2 separate regions of the Cricetulus griseus genome follow, and region 2 is linked to region 1. The links are chromatin contacts, called in public Hi-C maps. All regions are on one chromosome and are shown on one strand. The core of a region is the stretch at or near the end of the contact, and the rest is flanking DNA. Distances in the headings are between cores, read along the strand shown. Region 1 has its middle 44 kb from the start of Sfxn1. Region 2 has its middle 23 kb from the start of Thoc3.

Region 1 (4,066 bases), core at 290-2,789:
GAGGGTGCTTCCAGGAGCTGTCTGCCAGTGACCAGAGGCAGCAAGCTAGTCCAAGCATAGACCCTAGCATTTTCAAGCCTAGTGGGCAGGTGGTCCTGGATGCTTGGGAAAAAAAGATGTCCTGACTTGGGGTCCATGGCAGGATGGACTTGTCCTCTCTGTGTGCATTTCTTTGGGGGTACATTGTAAAGGGGGTCTCAGAAGAGGTAGGAGAAAGGCATTGTCACACCTAGGACTAGCATGGTCTAGGCCCTGTCCTTGCCCTGTGTGTTATCTGTGATGACAGAAAATGAGGGGTAACCTTGCTTCGGAAGGACACAGGGAGTGGGTGTGCCCGTGTACCCGAGCTGTCACTAATGAGTCATCCTCAATGGAAGAAGAAATCAGCAGGGAGAGAACTCTGCTTGCAGGAGAGCACAGCATCATTTGCCATTTCAGGAGGAGTCCCTGGATCCTGGTCCTGTCTCTGAGCCCCATGAGACACTGCGACTTCATCCCCAGCTCTGGGCTGCCTTCATAGTCTGGCACTGTCCCTGCCTTTGTGATATGAGACATCACAATTTGGATCTCCAAGTTGTCCCCTCATCTGGGCCAATCAGCTCCACCAAATTAAGAGTTCACGGGGAACTATGGCCAGTGTCCTGTCCATGTCCCTCTGCCCCTTGTCTTTTTTTTTTTTTTTTTTTTTTTTTGGGAACAGCATCCAAATGGAAAAGCATCCACACTGCTCTTGGAGCTTTGTGCCCTGGAGAGTCATCCAGCTGCTTGCAGGGCCAGGAGCCCAGATCCCACAGGGCTGACAGCAGACATGAGCCAAGCCCTGCTGCCTTCCATTTTTATAGTAGATTGTGCTCGCCTCTGATAATGAAAATGCTGACTGCAGAAGCGCCGTCTCCGAGAAAGATGGTAACACGAGAGAACAGCTTTTTAAAACTAAAAATAGACAGGAAAGTACCAGTTCTATTGAAAGAAGAAGGGCCCAACCCTGTGGTACAAACTCTGAATAACAATTTCAGACTGGAAAGGAGAGACTGGGATCCACTTTCGGAGAGGAGGTCTTGTGGAGAGGAAGGAGGGGTGGGGTGGGAGGTTTTCAGGGCCGTGTATGGGTGAGGATGGAGCAGGCAACACAGGCCAGGAGACATCAAGGAAGGTGGAGGGGGGCAGGTGCGGGTGCTGGCGGTTCTGATGGAGGAGGAGGAAGGGGAGAAAGAGGAAACTGCTGTGTGAAGTAGGGCTGCCACAAAGAGAAGCGGTGCCTTGTGAACTTAGCTTGAGGAACAAAGGAATCCCCAGGTGCTTAAGCAGAGCTTCCCAGCAAAAACTGGAAGGAGGAAGCAGATCTGGAAAGAGAGCCAGAGAGGGAGGGACGGAGGGACAAGGACAGAGAGTGGCAGCAATGGGGATATCATCAAAAGTTGGCTGAGCTCTCACTTGGTCAGGTCAGCTGTTTCTGCGGGTTTCTCTGGCACAGTCTTGACCCCTTTGCTCATCGCTCCTCCCTCTCTACAACTGGATTCCCGGAGTATGGCTCACCCTCCTTAGGGATTGGATGGATGGGGGTGGTGTCGTGTTTATGGCTGACCGCTATGGCCGGTCGCCATAGAGAGGCAGAGAGAGCGCGTAGATGGGAGAAGAGAGAGCGAAGAAACAGCAGTAGAGAGAGAAGAGAGCGAGTAAAGAGAGTAAAAAAAAAGCATAATTGGGCAGGGATCCGTCCTTTAAAGGGTCCTTTGCACCTGCGTGCAGACTCAGTTCCCATGGAACCCTGGGCTGACCAGGGTTCCGCCAGGTAACAGGGGCGGCCAGCGTAATGCCTGAACCTTTCAGGTGGGATGGAGGGATTGGTGGGGGGGGGGGGAATGGGAGGATGGGAGGGAGAGGGAACTGGGATTGATATGTAAAATAAGATTATTTCTAAACTAAATAAATTTTTTAAAAAGTTGGCTGAGCTTTAGAGTGCTTGGTGTCCACTCCAGGTTCATCTGGGGGGGGGGGGATTAAAGGGGCCTAGTGCTCCGTCCTCGTTCCCGTCCTCATCCAAACCTTTGTCTGCCGAGGAAGGTCTGGGGCTGGGAATTTAAGCTCTGGGAACTGGTTTTAAGGTGCATCTCTGGCTGAGAATTTACAGTGGCAGGAACATACCAGAAGTCTTTTGGGGACTTTGGCGATACTCCAAAGTAGATTAAGGCCCTCACAGTGATACTTGGTCCAGCAATGAGCTGAGCTTATTGATGTGTATTCATCTAAATAATAAAAACCCAGAGTCAGATATGGAAGAAAATCCTGAGATCAGAGAGAAGACGGAGCAAGCCACAGTCACCTTTACCTCAATTAGCTTCCCAGCGGAAAAGGGAGCAAGTTCCTCTTTCTTCCTGCTTATATCCTCTCTCCACCCAGCCATTTCACTTCCTGTCCCTGCCCAGCCATCTCACTTCCTGTCTGTCTGTGCAGACCTCCTAACCTCTACGGTTAGCCAGTAACAAGCTCTATCCTCTGATCTTCAGACATGCTTTATTTGTACAAGCAAGCTATCACCACAGTTCTCCCATGTAAATTTCACCCACCAATGAGCCCCGTTTTGCAGACTGTAGGCTCATTTATTATGTTTCCATTTCCCTCTGGAGAGCCCTTCATTTCATCCCACACAAGCCTGTGAATGGCTGCAGTAGAAATCCCCACTTCACAGGTGGGGACCATGACAAGCCCAAGATTTACCAGCCACTATGAAACAGGGAGAGCACTGAGCAGGGCACCCTGGCCAATCACATTGGTTGCCTGCCACCTCCATCTCCTTCTGGGCCCAGCCCTTAGCCTACCTTCTACCAGTGTCTGGATGGATAGGGCCAGCCTCTGTCCCCACATTAACAACCAAGATGTCCTAGAGCCGTCCTCGAGGTCACAGCTCTTCTGCACAGACACAGTTTGGAGAGGATCGCAGGTGAACAGAGCCTTGAAAGCTCAGGTTTGGAGCCCTGTTTTGGGCTCGATCTGCTCTTTGGTCTTTTGGATGTCAGTGTGAGGTTTCGAGAAGTATCTTTTCTCCTTGTAAGGTGCTTATTCTAGTATATGGACAATCTGTCTTTTGCTGTACAACAAACCATTACAACCACTTTCTCCAAGAGGCGTCTGCTCTTCCTAATCCTGTAGCTGGCAAGGCTTCACCACTCCAGGTTTTACCTGTTCTCATGCCAGGAGCTGCACGTGGTTGCTGGGAAACCCAAGATGTCCTCAGTAACATTACAAGCCTACTAGTCAGGCTAGGCTTCTTGGCTGGGCACCCCAGTGCTCCTCCATGTAGCCTTTCACCACCTAAAAAGCTAGACCTCATTATTCCAAGTATTTATCACACTCCTAATTGTGCTATATTTGTAAATATCCACTGGCCAAAGGAAACCACTTTTGCAGCTAAACCCAGAACAATGGAGGGAGGAGCCTGGAGCTCACCTTTTTTGAGATAGGGCTGTTGTGGAATAATCTTTTTGCACACTGTTAAAATGTACCTCAGCTACACAACCCTCTGATTGGTTTAATAAAGAGCTGAATGGACAATAGACAAGCAGGAAAAGATAGGTGGGACTTCTGGGGAGAGATAAGAACTCTGGGAGCCATAGAGGTGGAATTCGCAGTGAGACACAGGGAAGACGGCTGTACAGTATGAGGAGAGGTGACACATGGCACATGACACGTGGCACATGAACCACATGGCAGAGCATGGATTTGTATAAATGGGTTAATTTAAATGTCCAAAGCTAGCTGGGAACAAGCCTAAGCTAAGGTCAAGCTTTCATAATTAATAAGTTTCCACATTATTATTTGGGAGCTGGCAGTCCAAAGAAAGACTCCTTACACAGGGTCTCAGTATGTGGCCCCGGAGCCTCTTCATGTTTAAAATGTCATTGGCATGTGATGATGGCCTGTCCCGGGAGCCTCCACTAGACGCTCCTATAAGCTCTTTTACGACTCAGAATCCCAGTTTCTCCAGCACCTCATGATCCTAGGCTCCTGACTTAAAGGTGACTATCATACAGACATTCTCTGGCTCATTGCCACCTCACCTCCAAGG
Region 2 (4,455 bases), core at 1,799-4,298, 360 kb after region 1:
CTATATTAAGGGAGTCTAGTTCAGTCCTATGCAGGTTCCCCATTTGTCAGACCTGAGTCAGTGATCTCTCACTAGCTCGGGTCAGCTGATCCTGTGGGTTTCCCCATCATGGTCTTGACTCCTTTGTTCATATTATCGCTCCTCCCTCACATCAGTTGTACTCCAGGAGCTTGGTCCAATGGTTAGTTGTGGATTTTTGCATCTGCTTCCATCTTTCTCTGGAAGAGGCCTCTAGCTCCTCTGGGGTTGTGGACTGTAGGCTGGGTATCTTTTCCTTTATGTCTGGTATCTACTTATGACTGAGTACATACTATATTTGTCTTTCTGGGTCTGGGTTACCTCACTCAGGTAATAATCTTCCTTCCTGAAAGCTGTTCTCATATTTGACAGATGTGACTACCTAAGTAAAGGACGGGACTTTAAGTCCTGAGGACAGAGTCCAAAGGGAGGTCTTGTGTGTGTCAAGAGTCTGGCTCCTCCTCCAGAAGGAGCTAAAGCTCAGAAGCAAAAGTCTACCTGCCCTCGTGGAGACAGCCACACAGCCACAGTGGCTAGAGTATGAGGCAACAGGTCACAGTTTACCCACAGACAAGAAGCAGAGTGCTGGCACTTATGGGGCTTTCTCTCTTTCCCCTTTTTAGTATATGACCCCAGCCCACAGGATGGTCCTGTGTACATTCAAAGTGGGTCTTCTCTTTCTGTTAAACCTCTTTAAAACATGGGTGGGTGGAATCTCTGGTGGGTGAAGGAAGATTCAAACCCAGGCAGTCCAATGCTGACTCCATTCTTTTGACAGACACCCACACTGTGGGAGGTGAGTGTGGTCATAGCCCTGGCTTTCTCCTTCCTAGTGGTTAGTGTCTATATACTCACTCTGGATAAAAGTGAAATGGGCTAGTCCCAGTACTAGGACTGAGCTTGGACTTTGGAATCAGGCACACTGGTTGGAAATACCTGATAGGAACATCTTGCAGCCCTGTGTATAGCGTTCTGTCAGTCTTGGCTGTCAACTTGACTTCATTTAGAATCACCAAGGAGACACTCTCTGGGTGTGTGGGGGGGGGGGGGATCCAGACAAGTTTAACTGAGAAGGTAAGAGGTAACTTTAAGGGACTGGAGAGATGACTCAGTAGTCAAAAGCACTGACTGCTCTTTCAGAGGTCCTGAGTTCAATTCCCAGCACTCATAGTGTGGTTCACAACTGTCTGTAACTCCAGTTCCAGGGAACCTGACACCTTCACGCAGGCAAAACACCAATGCACATCAAATAAAAACAAATTATATATAAAAAAGAAATTCATGGAAAAAAATTTAAAACATGTACCTTTAATGTGGGTGGCACCATCTTGTGTGCTGGGGTCACAGACTGACTAAAGAGGGGAAAGGAAGAAAAGCCCCGCGAGAGCCAGCACTCATCCCCCCTTCTTCGTGTCTGTGGATAAACTGTGACCTGTTGCCTCATACTCCAGCCACCATGCCCAAGCAGCCATGGACTGCACCCTCAAAGCACGAGCTAAAAAGAAATCCATAAAACCTCTAAATTGTGATTTTTCTTTCTTTTTTTTTTTTTCTGGGCATTTGGTTTCAACAATGAGAAAATTAACTAATACAACCTCCCTTGAGTCCCACTTTCTTTGGGATTAAAACACCTCGTGGGCAGCTGGAAGGGGTAATATGTAAAACTCACAGGAGGGTGTGCTCAGGGAGCCGTGTGGAGGGAGGGGTGCGCATCTCTCATCTCTGTGTGAGGCTTGTATATATACTCTGTGTGCCCGAGAGATGGCGCCTGGAGGTCGACCCCCTGCGTGGTTCCTTCGTTTTTTTTCCCAGACAAGGTTTCTCTCAATGGCCTCAAGTTGGCAAATTTGGCTGGGGGAATCTGTGAACCCAGGGATCGACCTGTCTCTGCCTCCAGGGCACTGGGTACAATCACACTGGGCTTTTTTACATGTATTCAGGGGGACAAACTGGAGTCTTCGCTCTTGCATGGCAAGCACTTTTCCCGCGGAGCTACCCGCGGCACTTCTTACGGATGTTACGGGATAAATCAATATACCAGGCTTGGCCTGAGCTATAACTCCAAAACCTATGACTGTGCTTCTGTTGTCTTCCTTCCCCTCCTCATACTCCATGACCTTGGAAGGAAAACCAGCTCTGAAATGTTCCAGCCAGCCAGTGCGTTTAGTGGGTCCCTAGAAACGCTGCTACCGGACAGCCTTCGAAATGGATTAAGGATCTGAGGCTCACTTTAATACTCTGCACACAAGATCAAAGAGTGCCGGAAAGAGCTGGGAAGCAGGGAGGGTGCAGGGTGGAGCAGACCCCAAGTAGCTGGCACAGCTGCAGGGAGCGGCAGGCCCACTTTCCGTCCAGGCTGTGCCTCCAGGAATCAAAACGCACACTTCACCTGCTAATGGCGCCGGCGTAAGGCTGGGGCACACTGAGTGTTTCCCAAAACAGCAGCTCGTGTACAGGGGAAAAAGGACGGACGGCCCGAGGCAGGCACACAGCCCACACAAAGGCTCCACAAAGGGGAATGCGGGCGGAAAGCACAGGCCCCCTCTGCACCCTGGAGCAGGTTTCCGCCCTCAGCCTTGCCTCGTCTGCCCTCTAGCGGCCACACAGGGACCCAACCGACTGGTCTTAGCCGCTTTGAACCTGAAAACCACATCCCCTGCTCTCTCTCCCTCCTTGGCCGCTAGCCTGGATCCCTTTCTCCTTGGACTCTGCTACAGCCTCCCCAGGGGTACCTCCTACTGCTGGATGGTGTCAGCGGGAACCGTGCTGGGCAGTCACGAGTCACCCGGAATTCTTACAACTTTCTTAGGAATCGGGTTTACAGAGAAGGAAACTGAGGCTCACAAAGGTTAAGGAGACCAAGGCCGTGTGTGTGGACGATCTGCAGTGTGATCCGTCTACATGCTGGATCTGTGTCCTTGTACGGAAAGAATTCACCAGCAGCAGCCATGTCTCCTGGACAGTTTGGGGGATTTAAACTTGGAGGCTTGATGACTAGTTAGCTGATGGTGAGATTACACAGTGGTGACAAGTGGGAGGTGGAGCCTAATTGGAGGAAGCTGTTCATTGGGGCATACCCTCAAAGAGGATATTTCATTCTCTGTCCTCTGTTTTCCTCCTTCCTCTCCCTCCCTCCCTCAGCAGAAGTAAACATTTCCTTTTAAGCTCCACTATTATGTTACAACAACGAGCGGCCAACAAGAGCTAAAACTCCGGGCCAGACCTAACAGCGGGGTTTAAGCCTCTAGCACAGCGTTTCTGAACTGCTCTGCCTTGCAGCAGCCTCCAGCATTTCTTCCTTCTGATCTGTAAGTCTCCACGCTGCCCCAGGCGGCGTTTCTAAAACAGAACTTCCAGCTGCTTAAAGACAGGCAAGGCACTCAAGCTGACCCCCTCAGCCCCCTCACAGCCAGCCAAAAGTGCCTCTCCGCCACCCCTCCTCCCTTTTTGCCGGAGAGAAGCTGGGCTGGAGCGGAGAGTCTAACGGAATGCCTTCAGTGCTCTGTGCCAGCCCCTCCGTGTGAGCGCACTGGAGGACATTCACTCCTCAGCTGCGGAAAAGGCACTACTTAGGGATGTTGGAGTTTGCCAAACAAAAGCCTGAGGCCAGGTGATGTTGCAGCCCAGGTGCTTCCAAGCCAAATTGATAGGAGCCGAGTCAGGGGTGCAGCGCTGTGGATGCTGAGATGACCCCAGGCATAGGCTCGACAGTAAAGGCTCTGGCGTCCGGCTGGTTTCATCAGAGAACCCCAGTGCACAAATTCCACTCTGGGTCTCCTTCCCTGTGACCCACAGAGGGAGACAGGGGCCTGGAGGAGCCCAGAGTCTGAAGATGAATAGGGCTTCTTACTGTTTGAGCCAGAAAATTTTTCTATGAACATGGGTGTCTTAGTTAGGGTTTCTGTCCCTGTGAAGAGACACCATGACCACGGCAACTCTTATAAAGGAGACATTGAATTGGGATGGCTCGCTTACAGTTCCAGAGGTCCAGTCCATGGTCACCATGGCAGGGAGCATGGCAGTGTGGTCCAGGAAGATGTGGTGCTGCTGAGGGCCCTGCATCCTACAGGCAACAGGGAGTCAGCGGACACAATGTGCAAGATCCTGAGCGCAGGAAGCCTCAAACCCACCCTTACAGTGACACTTCCTCCAACAAAGCCACACCTCCTAATAGTACCACTCCCTATGAGATTATTGGGGCCAATTACATTCAAGCTACCACAACCGGCATATAAGTATATAAAATAGGAACACAAATAAAACACTAAAAATACTACAAAAATTTATTTATTAGGAGATACGCTTTTATTATGTAATCCTGACTGGCCTTGAACTCACAGAGATCCGCCTGCCTCTGACTCCCAAACACTGGGACTAAAGGTGTGAGTCACAACATCCAGCTAAGAAGTGTGTGTGTGTGTGTGTGTGTGTGTGTGT

What was found. Hi-C and Micro-C count contacts between places; a contact is called where the count stands out from the background.
Region 2: a Hi-C map of the CHO-K1 cell line shows a contact between it and region 1, with 6 times the contacts expected there. The contact joins two enhancer-like sites. A contact is called at or near these places in 2 of 8 Hi-C or Micro-C datasets (the CHK-Q cell line and the CHO-K1 cell line).

The regions. Positions count from the first base shown.
Region 1 is chr3:273,130,597-273,134,662 of CriGri-PICRH-1.0, forward strand. No RefSeq gene overlaps it. Among named protein-coding and RNA genes, the nearest start is that of Sfxn1, 44 kb to the left of the region's middle. Within about 2 kb of position 1,540, at least 1 of the 6 cell types and tissues checked has open chromatin away from gene starts, as enhancers often do. A contact at or near this core is called in the CHO-K1 cell line, where this site is marked.
Region 2 is chr3:273,488,858-273,493,312 of CriGri-PICRH-1.0, forward strand. No RefSeq gene overlaps it. Among named protein-coding and RNA genes, the nearest start is that of Thoc3, 23 kb to the right of the region's middle. Within about 2 kb of position 3,049, at least 4 of the 6 cell types and tissues checked have open chromatin away from gene starts, as enhancers often do. A contact at or near this core is called in the CHO-K1 cell line, where this site is marked.